2 separate regions of the Anser cygnoides genome follow, and region 1 is linked to region 2. Evidence: chromatin contacts called from public Hi-C data. All regions are on one chromosome and are shown on one strand. Each heading gives the region's core, a stretch centred on a gene start, on an enhancer-like site or on the middle of the called end of the contact. The rest is flanking DNA. Distances are from core to core; before and after follow the strand shown.

Region 1 (5,534 bases), core at 1,297-3,796, 170 kb after region 2:
AGGGCCTATTTTTAGCCATATGAATAATGAAGAATCCTTTTGGAGTGGATCCTGAAATGTCCTGAGACTCAACAAGAATGCGATAGTGGCACTCAGTGGAGCTTACTTGCAAGTGGCTTATTTGTTCATTTGCACAGTACCTTTTTTATCCCAGTGTTTGCAGTGAGTCACATTTCCTCTGCCCACTGTTTCCTTGTAAAAAGTAGTATAATAATGAGGTACTCTTTTGCTAACTTAGTATTCAGCGTAGGTACAGGAAGTTAAGCTTTTCTATTGATTGTTTTCTATGGTTGTAAGTACAAAAGACTCTGCCAAAGTCTCCTCTGCCAGGCTGGCTTGTTAAGAGCCATCGGTGAAGTGTGTTTTGAACATAATTGCTTCACTTCCTTTGCTATCTGCGCTATCACTTCTGAGAACTCGGGACTCATTGTAGTTATCCAGCTGGGCTGCATTAGGAACTCGAGGCCAGGTTACCTTATCTTATTTATTTTAATGTGTTCTTTTAACTTCGATACAGAACTCCTCAGATATATGTTATGTCTGAGGCCCCAGAGACCTGTGCCAAAGCAGTAGGCAAAGCTCCAGAATTACAGCACTAGCATTAGCAACAAGTGATTTAAACTGAGGCACACCATCAAAAAAGGATGGTTGTCTAGTATATCAAGACCTTAGGTTTCTTGAATTGAGAGTGAACTTCCAGGGACATGCACGTGCAACCACAAATAACCTCTCTACAGAATTTGTTTCAGTTGTTCATGTTGTAGATGACTGAAATGCTCAAAGTAGGTGCCCACGCTCATATGGTATTTCTTAAATCTAATCCCATTTTGATATGATTTTAAAAATTCTGAGTGGAGAACGACTGAAAAAACCAGCACTTTAATAAGATGTCTGTGTGTACGATAACCTTCATTCTACTTCTCATTCCCAAAGCAGACTGAAAAGTAATAAGGTTGCCCGTCTCAGGTCAGGATTTGGAGGACAGACTTATCTCCAGAGTAGGACAGCCCTTGCTGTCTATTCCTGCACTCGCACCAGACACCTCAGAGGAAGGCAGCAGCAGAACCACTTCTCCTAGATGAGGGTAGCACCAGGTCAGCTACTCGAACAACTTACAGGTCCCACAGTCTGCTGCCATGTGGAAGACGCCTGTCAAATGCTTGACATTTATTTTGATTTTTCCTGACCTTGCAATGTTGTTTCAGTTTTACCCATGTCTAACCTCAGCCAGCAATGCTTCATCAAATGCCATTTCAGCCAGACTCCAGCTAATACTTTCAGCCCCGCTTGATGAGTCACACAGGGAAGAGCCGTAACAAGAGATTATTCTGCAGCGTGCTGCCTCTGCGTGGCCTTCAGAACACGTAAACAGCCTTCGGTGCTGCTTCTTCGTCCAGCAAGCTGGCGCTTCTGCTGGGACCCGCTGGAGCCGCCGTTCCGAGCCAGCGGAGGCACGGCGGGGCCCGACCCGCGGGGCGCCCCCGGCCGCCCCCGGCCGCCCCGGCGGCAGCGCGGTGTCGCGGCGCCCCCTGGCGGCAGCGCGGGGGGGTCCCGCTGCTCCCCCCGGCCCCTGCCCCTGCCCGGCCCCGCGGGGCGCTGCTGCGGCGCTTCCCAGCGCACGGGGCCCCGGGTGCGGCGCCGGCGGCGGACAGAAGGCTGGGCACGGGGCGAGTGCAAGAGGGGTAGGAGCCGCCCAGTCAAATGGAAATACAAGAAGAGTGTGGGGAAAAGCAACGACATTTCTGGCAATCGGTGACTAGCTCCGGATGAGGTTATCCATCTCTGTTTTTCTCTTTTTTTTTTGTGTATATTTTCTTTCCTCTTGCTCTTTCCTCTCTTGAAAAACAAGAGGATTGACAACCAATGGTATGCGCTCATGAAAGAAAATATTTTAAGTGCAGCTCTTGCAACAGCATAGCTTTCAAAACAGCGCGCTGGAATTGACCAGGCAGACCCAAATTTGATTTTATCCTGTGGTAGGATCAGGGCTAATTCTAAGCTGCCCCACATACTGTAGGAATCCATGCAGGCTATATTCCCCTGACGTGTTAATTCTTTATCTGATGAAACTCTTCTGACCTCCTCGTTCCTTCTTGCCAGCCATCCCAGTGCCACAGGGAGCTGACCTGGCGCTGGTGACACACACTGCTCCTGCGGGACTCAGTTCTCCCTGCTGGTGCCGGGCGGCTGGCGAGGCAGGGGTCAGAGCCCTCATGTTGTTGCAGTGCTTGCAACACATGCATTGGCAGACACCTCGAGGTCTAGCGCAATGCTGCAGCTGGCAGTTCTTCCTTTCCCTGTCTGTCAAGCAAGAGCAGAAGAAAGCAAGTGCTGATGGTGGGGCCCCCCGCTTCCCTGTCCCTCACAGCACTTTCAGAGGCTGCAGCAAAGCTTGAGGTATAAATGTTATTCCAGGCTTTGCTCTTCTGTCTGAAAAGCGTCTTTCACCCTAACCCATAGTCATGGATCATGGTCTGTGGGTGCTGTAAGATGGGCGAGGTACACATTGTGAAATCCCCACCACAGCCAGGAGGAGAGGGGCCAAGACCTCAGCGATGTGGGGAGAGCAGGTGGGGACTGAAACGCCCTGTCCTGCAGGCAGCCAACACAGACTCACACTGTGAAGACTTCCAATGCCAAATACCAATTGTCATTGCCTCTGGAAAAGCAACTGGCGTTTACTACAGAAGGCTTGAACCTGATTAGGAAACTACAAGAATAATGGAAATTTCTGGTCCTTTAACATAAGCAGTGAGTTGTCAAAGCCACCTTGGTCTGAACCTCCTAGCGTTTTTCCTCCCCTTTGGATTCCAGGTACAGTAAACACAAATACGATTTCATGAAACAACATTTTTATTACGCCTTTGCCTCTGACACTGCTTATAACATTCTTGCTTTTTCTCATTTCCACTCTGCTCTAACACTCAACACCAGAGTGTTGTGTGGGTCCTGTGTGCGGATCCAGGCGCTGCGAGAGAGCCCTGCGCTCTCCCCTGTTGAGTCATTCACTATTCCAGGAGGTGCAAGCGATTCTTCACCACCCTGAAAACAAATAAAGAATTTGGAACAAGTTGAAAAGTTAAAATGTAACATGGACATTAGTCTGCAGTAGAACTAGGGATAACACAAAAAGAAAGCTGCTTCCTCTCACAAAAAGCTGTGAGAAAAACAACGTCTCTTTATTTACATGGTCCTTTAGTACTTCAGCAGACCACACCAGCAAGGTAGATAAGGTGACGCTTCACAGCTGGGCGAGCACGTGCTGAGAGCCAAAGTCATCAGCCCAGAGCTCCCCCGTACGATCGGGGTCCCTGCCTGAGCCCAGCCTCCTGGGGAGAAGCTGTTCTCTGTCATTACAAACCTGCCTTTGCACTCATCCCAAGCTAACCGTGGCTCCTTGCAGGGAGGAACAAAGGTGTTTTTATTTTATTGGGAAAGCATCACTGGAATACTTCTGCCATTGCCTTACAGCTTCTAACACACTCCTTTTCCACAGAGAGGAAGACAAAGAGTCTAAAGAATATGAAGTAGATGGAAGATTTAAGTTCTGACTGAATAATTTTCATTTTTCACAAATTATCATTTTGTCAGGAAAATGGTTTGTCAGAAAAGCTCTGCCAATTTGGTCTCCACACACTACCCTCCCTTGCCTGAGGGCATTATAGAGCCAGCTGTCAAGTGATGATTTAATAGACCCAAGGGACATTGCTAGTGGAGGAAGGTGACTTTTTCATCTCTCATACATGGGTGGCTCGTGAATATACACGCCACTTGTACACAACCTTTCTACTCTACAGAATCCACTCTTCAAGAAGGGCAGAGTATGAAGTCAAGTTGAGGGGCCACTCCTACCAAAGGAAGCAGAGGACTGGAGGACTCTCAAGGAAAAACAAACAAACAAACAGGAAAACGGGGAGGGAAGATTAATATTCTTGTGTTAACAGGCTGGCTGAGCTCTGGGGCTTATAGACCGAGGCTTTGATTCTGTGAAGCAAGAGGTGGGAATCCAATGCAGAGAGAGGGCGCAGCTAGAAAGGATGGGGCTATTTAGCACAGAGGATGAGGAGCGAGAGGAGAAACCAGAGGCAGTGGGAATACAAGAAGTGAGTAGGGGCAAAAAAAATAAGCTTAGCCTTGGAGAAGCTGAACTGAGAAGTGATTATTTAAAATAATAAGTTGTAGGTGAGAGACTGAGCAAGGAGAGAGAACTTGATGGATCCAAAACCAGACCTGGGTGTCCTGAATACCAGTAAGGCATGGGACCACCGAGCGAGAGGGGTACAGCAGAGGTTAGAGCTATCCGCAAGAGTGAAGCACAAGGGCTGCGGAGTGGCTGCATGAGGAGAGCACAAAGGGAAGCTTGGTTACCTGTGCTAAAGTCTCATGAGGGCTCTGAGAGTAGTATAACAAGGAAGGAGCCTTTTGCCCTTCACTGCGAGGGGTCGAGGCAGGTTCAGGGGAAAACGGGCCGGAGCTGCATCGGGAAATGAGTCACACACAGCCTTTGCTCTGAGCCCAACTTGACATGAGCTGAGAACACTGAAGGTAGTGGGGAGACCAAGTCCAAATCACTTTTATTCTTCAAACTAGCAAGACAGACATCTTTTCTCACTGTCGGAGTCTGTGAAGAATGAGCTTGAGCAGTAAGATTTTAAGGATGTTTCCTTCTTAAATTTGTCTGTAGTTCCTCCAGGTGGGAGTCGTGTGTCTGGCATTAGTCATGCAGGATCTGGGTGCTCTGTCTGAGATGACAGCTGCCCCCCTCTGTGACACCAGCCCCCGAGAAGCTGCTCCTTCTGTTCCACAGGTAGGACAGGCGATTTGCTGGAGGTGCCTGTCTCCACTGACTATGGCAGGAGGATAGTTTAAACACCTTATTTTAGAGATTTAGGATGGAACAGGCTGCATTGCTTACATGTACTGTCAGGCATGCTAGTTTCAGGTCACAAAACCCTGTATCGAGGGGAAGACTTCTGACAACCCGTAGGCTGAGACAGAGGCTTCGGTCTGAGATGGTCCCTCCCATAGCAGACGGGCTGGGAAGAACTCTTCAGGAGGCAGCAACCACCCACTCAAATTTACAGAACGAGAAAGTGAGGCAAAGCCATGCTGCCTGCATAAGCCACGGTCTCTGAGCTGATTTATTAAGAGACATTTGAGATGTTGATACAAGAAAATGGCCTTTTCACAGGTACCAAAGGAAGGGCTCAGTCCTGAGCAGGGCCTTGTCAGAAAACTTCAGTCTGCTCAGGATCCCTGCCAGGCTGTGAGAAGTGTCACAGGCTCTCCATCAAGGCACCAGTAGAAGTGGTTTCTAGGCTGTGAGGGAGGCAGCAAGCACTTTATTAACAACATCCAGCAGTAACAAGAAACAACATTTAGGTCTCGTGCACAGTGGTGCACTGAGGATTTTGACTGTCGATACACTCTGTAATTAGATTTTGATTCTCAGGACCAGAAGTGTCTTTTGGATTTTGCATTAAAAGGTGATAGTGGAGGAATCAGTTCCAATGTACATTGGGGTAAAGGTCAGT
Region 2 (5,752 bases), core at 1,942-4,441:
TCTACGGTGGGAACATCAGCCGTGGTGCAGCTCACTGGCACAATCGTCTTATTTTTAGGCATGTTTATGCCAAGACCAAACCTTTGCACAGATACAGCTGCAGGGGCATAGAAAGGGTTTAGCTTATTTTGTCTGGAATGCGGTATGAACTGTATCTGCAGAATTTCTCTTTCACTCTACTGGCAAGGCACTTGTTTTCTAGAGAAGACTTCACAACTTATGCAACAATACGATCTCCCCATGTCCTCAAAGCAGACCATGCTCTGAGTCATCTCAGAGAGTAAACATGCAAATTATAACGAAGGTTCCACATGTCTATGGTCTTCTTGGCACTCTCAGCCCTGATCTCAGCCGCCAGCACAGCTACGTAGAGGCAGATCCCTCAGCAGCCTGCAGCCAGTGGCTCACTTCTAGCCACATCTTTGTGCTCCGTGGCCTTGCCTGTGCTCCGGGCTGCCCGACGGGCCGTGCCTGTCTGCAGCGCACAGCTGCAAGCACCGGCGGGCTCCCTGCGAGGATTTCACACCTCAGAGGGGTCGAGCCCGGGGGCTGAACGTGCACAGAGCTCAAGCTCACCCCAACTGCTCGCTCACCGGCCGGCTGCGCCAGCACCGGCAGGACCCGGGAAGCCTCGATGAGACGCCAGCACGTTTCCGTTAGTGATGTGAGCCACAGAAAGCTGGACCCGCTGCGTCCGGGGGCTGAAGGCATTCCTTGGAAAATGAAAAGGGCAGCGGCTCTGCAACGCTGCCCCAGGAGAAACCCACGGATCCCATGGGAGCTGCTCCAAGCGACACCAGGCTGAGCGGGAGGTGAAGCCACCCCACAGGGCCGCTGCGACGCGCGCACGCTGAGCGGCAGCGCTGTAGGGCAGCGAGGCTCCTGTGCCACCAGGCACGAGCGAAGCACGCTACCTGCTTCGCCTCTGCGGCACTCTCCCAAGCAGGCGGACAACAAAAGCAGCCAGGAGTCATTTTCTTTTAAGCCTGCCTGCGAACCAAAACACAGATGCCAGGTCTAATTTTAGGCTGCCCAGCCTTGAGAGTGTTCTCTCGATTCTCTGTCAGGCCGGCAGCACCCTCCTCCCCCCGTCCCCGTGCCCACCTGCCCGCAGCGCCCGGGGCCGCTCCTGGCCACGAGGGGCACCGAGGCTGCCGGGCTGAGGCTGGGGGCTGCCGTGGGCTGCTCCAAAAGGAGAGGAAAAGCTGTGCCTGGCCGTGCTTTTTCAGGTCACTGCAAGATCCTGCTGCGGACTCCGGAGCAGCCCAGGAAGCAGCAGTTCTCTTTGCAAGTGGAAGATGGCATCCTCAGAGAAAGGCTTCCCGGCTACAGGGGACACACAAAAGCAGCAGCAAAGCAAGTAACTTGAAAACAGCAAACCAAGCTGAAAGGGCTGAGCTCCCTGGGATTGCCTCACATTTTCTGAAGGGCAGGAGCGCAGATGGACAAAGCACACACCCAGCCCAGCTCGGGGATGCAGCACCCGCGGTACCCGCATCCTCGGGCTCCTGACCGGAGCAGGTCAAGTGCTGCCCGGAGCGGCCCTGAGAGCAGCACATCCAGGCACAAGGGGAAGCGGGTGCGGGGGATCTGGCGGCTCACTTCTTGCCTTTGTGTCTGGGCAGGGACAAGCGCAGGTCTCGCACCTCCACAACCCAAATCCCACGGATGGACTTCAAATGCAAAACTCCCAACTCCACAATCCCACGGATGGACTGCTGCAGGCACTGGGGCCGTGGATGTAATGCTGCTAATACAAGAAGAGAGTGCACATACAAAAAGCATAATTTGTGTCCACAGGTATAATAAGACCCATGCCCACAAATGCACACACACACATACATGGTCAACCCAAGAAAAAATGTGGATCACCTGAAAAAATACTTGCATGTGGAATTTTTCCAGTTAGTGCACCTAGCTGCTGCCCAGCTGAAAGCAATTAACCTGATTGGCAGCCAAATTACTTTTCTCCTTTTCTCTCTTTCTAGAAAGGAAAGAGGAGCTACAGAAAGTCTGTCCAAATACTCTCCAGCAGCATGTCAGAAATGTGCAAAAACTCTGATGCTGCACGTCCCAGATACCCGGGGAGGGGGAGGAGGAAAGAACCTTCGCTGGGAAATTACTGATACAAAAACTTGTTCCTGTGCTCTGTTCTCAGCACATGAGCCAAGGTCAAAGCATTTTTTCTGCCATTTCTAACTAGCAAAGAAGCTAATGCAGCTAAAATATGTAGCTCCAGTCAAACTGCTGAGGAGTCAGTGAGAAAACACCAGAAAACAAGCGAAGTATCACCTTTGGAAAGACGACAAGGAGAAGCCACCCTCTGAGGCCTTCCCCGGCATCAGAGAACACCAGGGAGAAGAGAAAGTGAAGCACCGTGTTCTCCGTCCTTGTCCCATGAGCTGAACGTGCCCCAGTGCATCTGTAAAATGCATTTTGGGAAAACTGCAGCGTAGTCTCCCCACCAGCATTTCGAGGGATTGTTCCTGATGGCACTTATTCCAGGAAAAGCAGGGGGACTGCGGTCTGGCAGCACGGACTAGGGACTTGTATCTGTTTGTATCTTGTATCTGTGTGCTGCTTTCTGCTTTCTACGGCACAGAAAAGCCTCCGAGACCTGCAGAGAGCAGCGCAGCTCACCCGCGTGGCCACCCGAGCCGCCCGGAGCGAGGCAGCATCCAACTGCCGTCCCAGTGGGACGAGTGCCTGCTGCCCGTGGAAAGGGCATTAGCTATAAATACCTGTAGAGCTGGGCTTTATTTTTAAGCTGATTTCTACTACTGTAAAACCACATAATATGTGGTCTGTGTCCTGTCTACACTGCTTCTTCGGATGTATCAGCATCTGACTTTGTTCTCAGCATTTAAAAAGCCCTCCCAGATGGAGAGCTCAGCAGTTCCAAGCCACAGAGGAGCACGGGTGACCTTGCTCTTTCTGGCTTCTGCTCAAATTGCATGAAACAGAAAAAAAGCAGAGGCGGGAGCCGAGCACGCCCTGGCCTGGAGCGTGGCCACGGGGCTGTCCCCAGGCAAGACGCTGCCGCCCGCAACCCCTCGCCTGGCACACGCTGTCCCAGCGCCAGGAGCTGGATGGGGTCAGATCCTCCCGAGGACAGCACTCGGTCTGCTAAAGTAAATGGCACTATTTACAGGGCCTAAAGTCCAGTCCACAAGTGCATCTCTGCAGAGCAGTTTCCTCAACAACAGACCTGGAAAAACAAACCCCGATCCCCCCGGCCCCAGGAACCCAGATCTGGCAGTGCCAGGGCAGGCAGGCATTCATACACCTTGGGGGATTTTTGCCAAAGCCACCTGCTCACTAAAAATCTCCTCTCCCACCCTGTTGATTGAGGAGGAATAACGCCTATTTTGCACGGTTGCCTGGAAGCTAAACGAATTGCTGCTCACAAGTGCTTTGGAAGAAAAGTGCCTGAGGAGCACAAAGTAGCACAAAAATACTGGTAGTATCTTTATTACTGTTAGAATGTATATTGAACTTCACTTATAAATACTTGTGAAGAGGAACCAGGGTGGCGTTCATTATTTTTAAAGCAGGATGAAACACAAAGAGACGTTGCAAAAGCTGCCAGCGCTGCCTGCCGCACGCGCCTCATGCAGGCCCGGAAGGCAGCTCCGAGGAGGAGGCTCGCGGAGCTCGGGGGCTCTCCACATGGGATTTTCTCCTCCTCTTTGCCCCACACCCTGAGTCCGGGAGGGGCGAGGCTGCAGCGGGTGAGGAGCGGAGCGGGCGCAGCCGTATCAGCAGCGATGGACGAGCCAGCAGCGGGTGCAGCGAGAGGGATATGTATGAGGAACCTCCGTCAGAAGTCTTTGCCATGACAACTGGGTCAGTTTCTTTTATTTTAATGAGCTTATTCATAGCACTGTTATTGTTGAAAAGTAAAGGCCATTCTGGCCCAGACGGTGTGCTGTGACTACCGATACCAAGGCCAACAGCCCTGCTGAGTTAAAACCCCCAAGTGCCCAAACTGTTTTCTTCCACTGCAGGCAAACAAAGCGAGGCTTCTCGGCGTTACTCAGCTTTCAGGCAGCAGGGCTGGGCTGGACAGGGCCCCTCAAACTGAACAGCAGGACTGTCCATTCCTGCGGATGCATCCACCGAATTGCACCACCCCACAGGCATAGCTGCTTGGCTCCATACATGGGAGGCGCTTCTCACCTGCCGCTCACTAATGAAGGTGTTTCATTATTCCTGGGGGGCAGCAGGCTCCATGCACCCTTCGCAGGCTGGCCCAGGGGCGCCCACCACAGGGGTCCCCGGGCTGCACCCACCAACCAAACTAGCTCCATCTTCTTAGTGCTGCGGCAGACTTCCCGGTCCTAATGAACTCTGCTCTCCTAGGCTGAGAGTAATTGACTCTGTGTCTCAGCAGCAGAACAGACTGCTGTGTCTAGCTGTCTTACAGAGACACTTGAGAAAGCCTCTGGCAGTGCTGGCATGCAGCACAACGCGATGACACAGACTGACAGGCAGTACAACTCCCGCTCCCGCCAGAGGTGGATAAAAGGATAAAATCGCAGTTTACAATCCTTTATTTCCCTTTGGGTCCCCACGTACAGCATATTGAAACCTACAGATCGGTGGCAGTGGCCCTTTGCAAGTCCCCAGCACCAGTCCGGAGGTTCCTGGGGACCCAAGGGCTGACCGAAGGCTGCTGCCCTGGAGCCCCAGCTCAACACAGCGCTGAGCACGGCCCCCTCAGCCCCCCCAGCCCCCTGCCCACACTGCCACCCCCACAGGGGACAGACGAGCTGAGGTTCATCTCACCTCCTTCTCCGGTGCAGATTTCTCATGGCCCTTTTGCCATAACCAGCATCCTAAAATGCCGAGCCTCACCTGAGTGACAAGAAATGATTGTCATCTCTTCACCTCCTTCCCTTACTGCATCAGTACGGCCCCGTACCTGTTCTCTGTAAGTCGCATGCCTGGAAACAGCCCCTCCTTTCCCAGCCTGTGCTCTCTGTTTGATTTGCAGTGGGCCGCAGGAAATCACAGCGATCCCTTGGTGTCACCACACAGGAGCAGTAACAGACGAGGCTCCTGCCTCGCTCATCAGCAGGACCCCGCTGCTGGCAGCAGTGCTATCGGCCATGCAGGGATGTGTCAACTTCTTCCAGGAGCTCTTTTTTCTCCAAGAAAAATGTGCATTTTCTGCTGCACAGCACAAACCTGAAGCTCACAAGACAACTTCTTTCATACGCTTCAGCTTTTTTAAGCAAATATATCAACAGTTGGACAGAATTCGCTGCCCCTAGATCCCAAAGCCCTTCATAAAGGAAGCCCCACTACTCTGAAATTGCAGGCTGTGAAACGGGTCTCTGGATTTCCAAGCTGAGGATTCTGCCCCACTTCTCACTTAGATGATACCTCAAAACTCTGAGCAATGGGGCCACTGAAAGAGCACTGTTGTCACCCCTGAGGGTGTTAAGTTTATGATTTGTTTCTCACTCTCAAAAATAAATCAGCTGATCATCATATTTCATTCAGCTGAACATCATCTAATCCAGCATTACTCTCTCTGCAAAAGATCCGAACAACCAGGGACCTACAAGGACATGAATGTGCTTTTGTACATCAGATAAAACTTCCTAATATCCTCCTACTGTTCACATTCAAAGTCAAGTCCTCAATTACACTTTGTACCAATTAATTTAAGCTGTTAGCCAGGGGAAACAAGCTTCAGTGAGGACCCATACACGTGTACTGGCGGATGATGAGGGATGAGCTGTGG

Evidence for each region. Hi-C and Micro-C count contacts between places; a contact is called where the count stands out from the background.
Region 1: a Hi-C map of liver shows a contact between it and region 2, with 5 times the contacts expected there. The contact joins two enhancer-like sites. A contact is called at or near these places in 3 of 7 Hi-C or Micro-C datasets (granulosa cells and liver).

What each region holds. Positions count from the first base shown.
Region 1 is chr13:21,522,160-21,527,693 of Taihu_goose_T2T_genome, forward strand. No RefSeq gene overlaps it. Among named protein-coding and RNA genes, the nearest start is that of HEPH, 67 kb to the right of the region's middle. Within about 2 kb of position 2,547, at least 1 of the 3 cell types and tissues checked has open chromatin away from gene starts, as enhancers often do. A contact at or near this core is called in liver, where this site is marked.
Region 2 is chr13:21,353,685-21,359,436 of Taihu_goose_T2T_genome, forward strand. All of the region lies in intron 1 of AR (androgen receptor), which reads right to left. Among named protein-coding and RNA genes, the nearest start is that of AR, 15 kb to the right of the region's middle. Within about 2 kb of position 3,192, at least 1 of the 3 cell types and tissues checked has open chromatin away from gene starts, as enhancers often do. A contact at or near this core is called in liver, where this site is marked.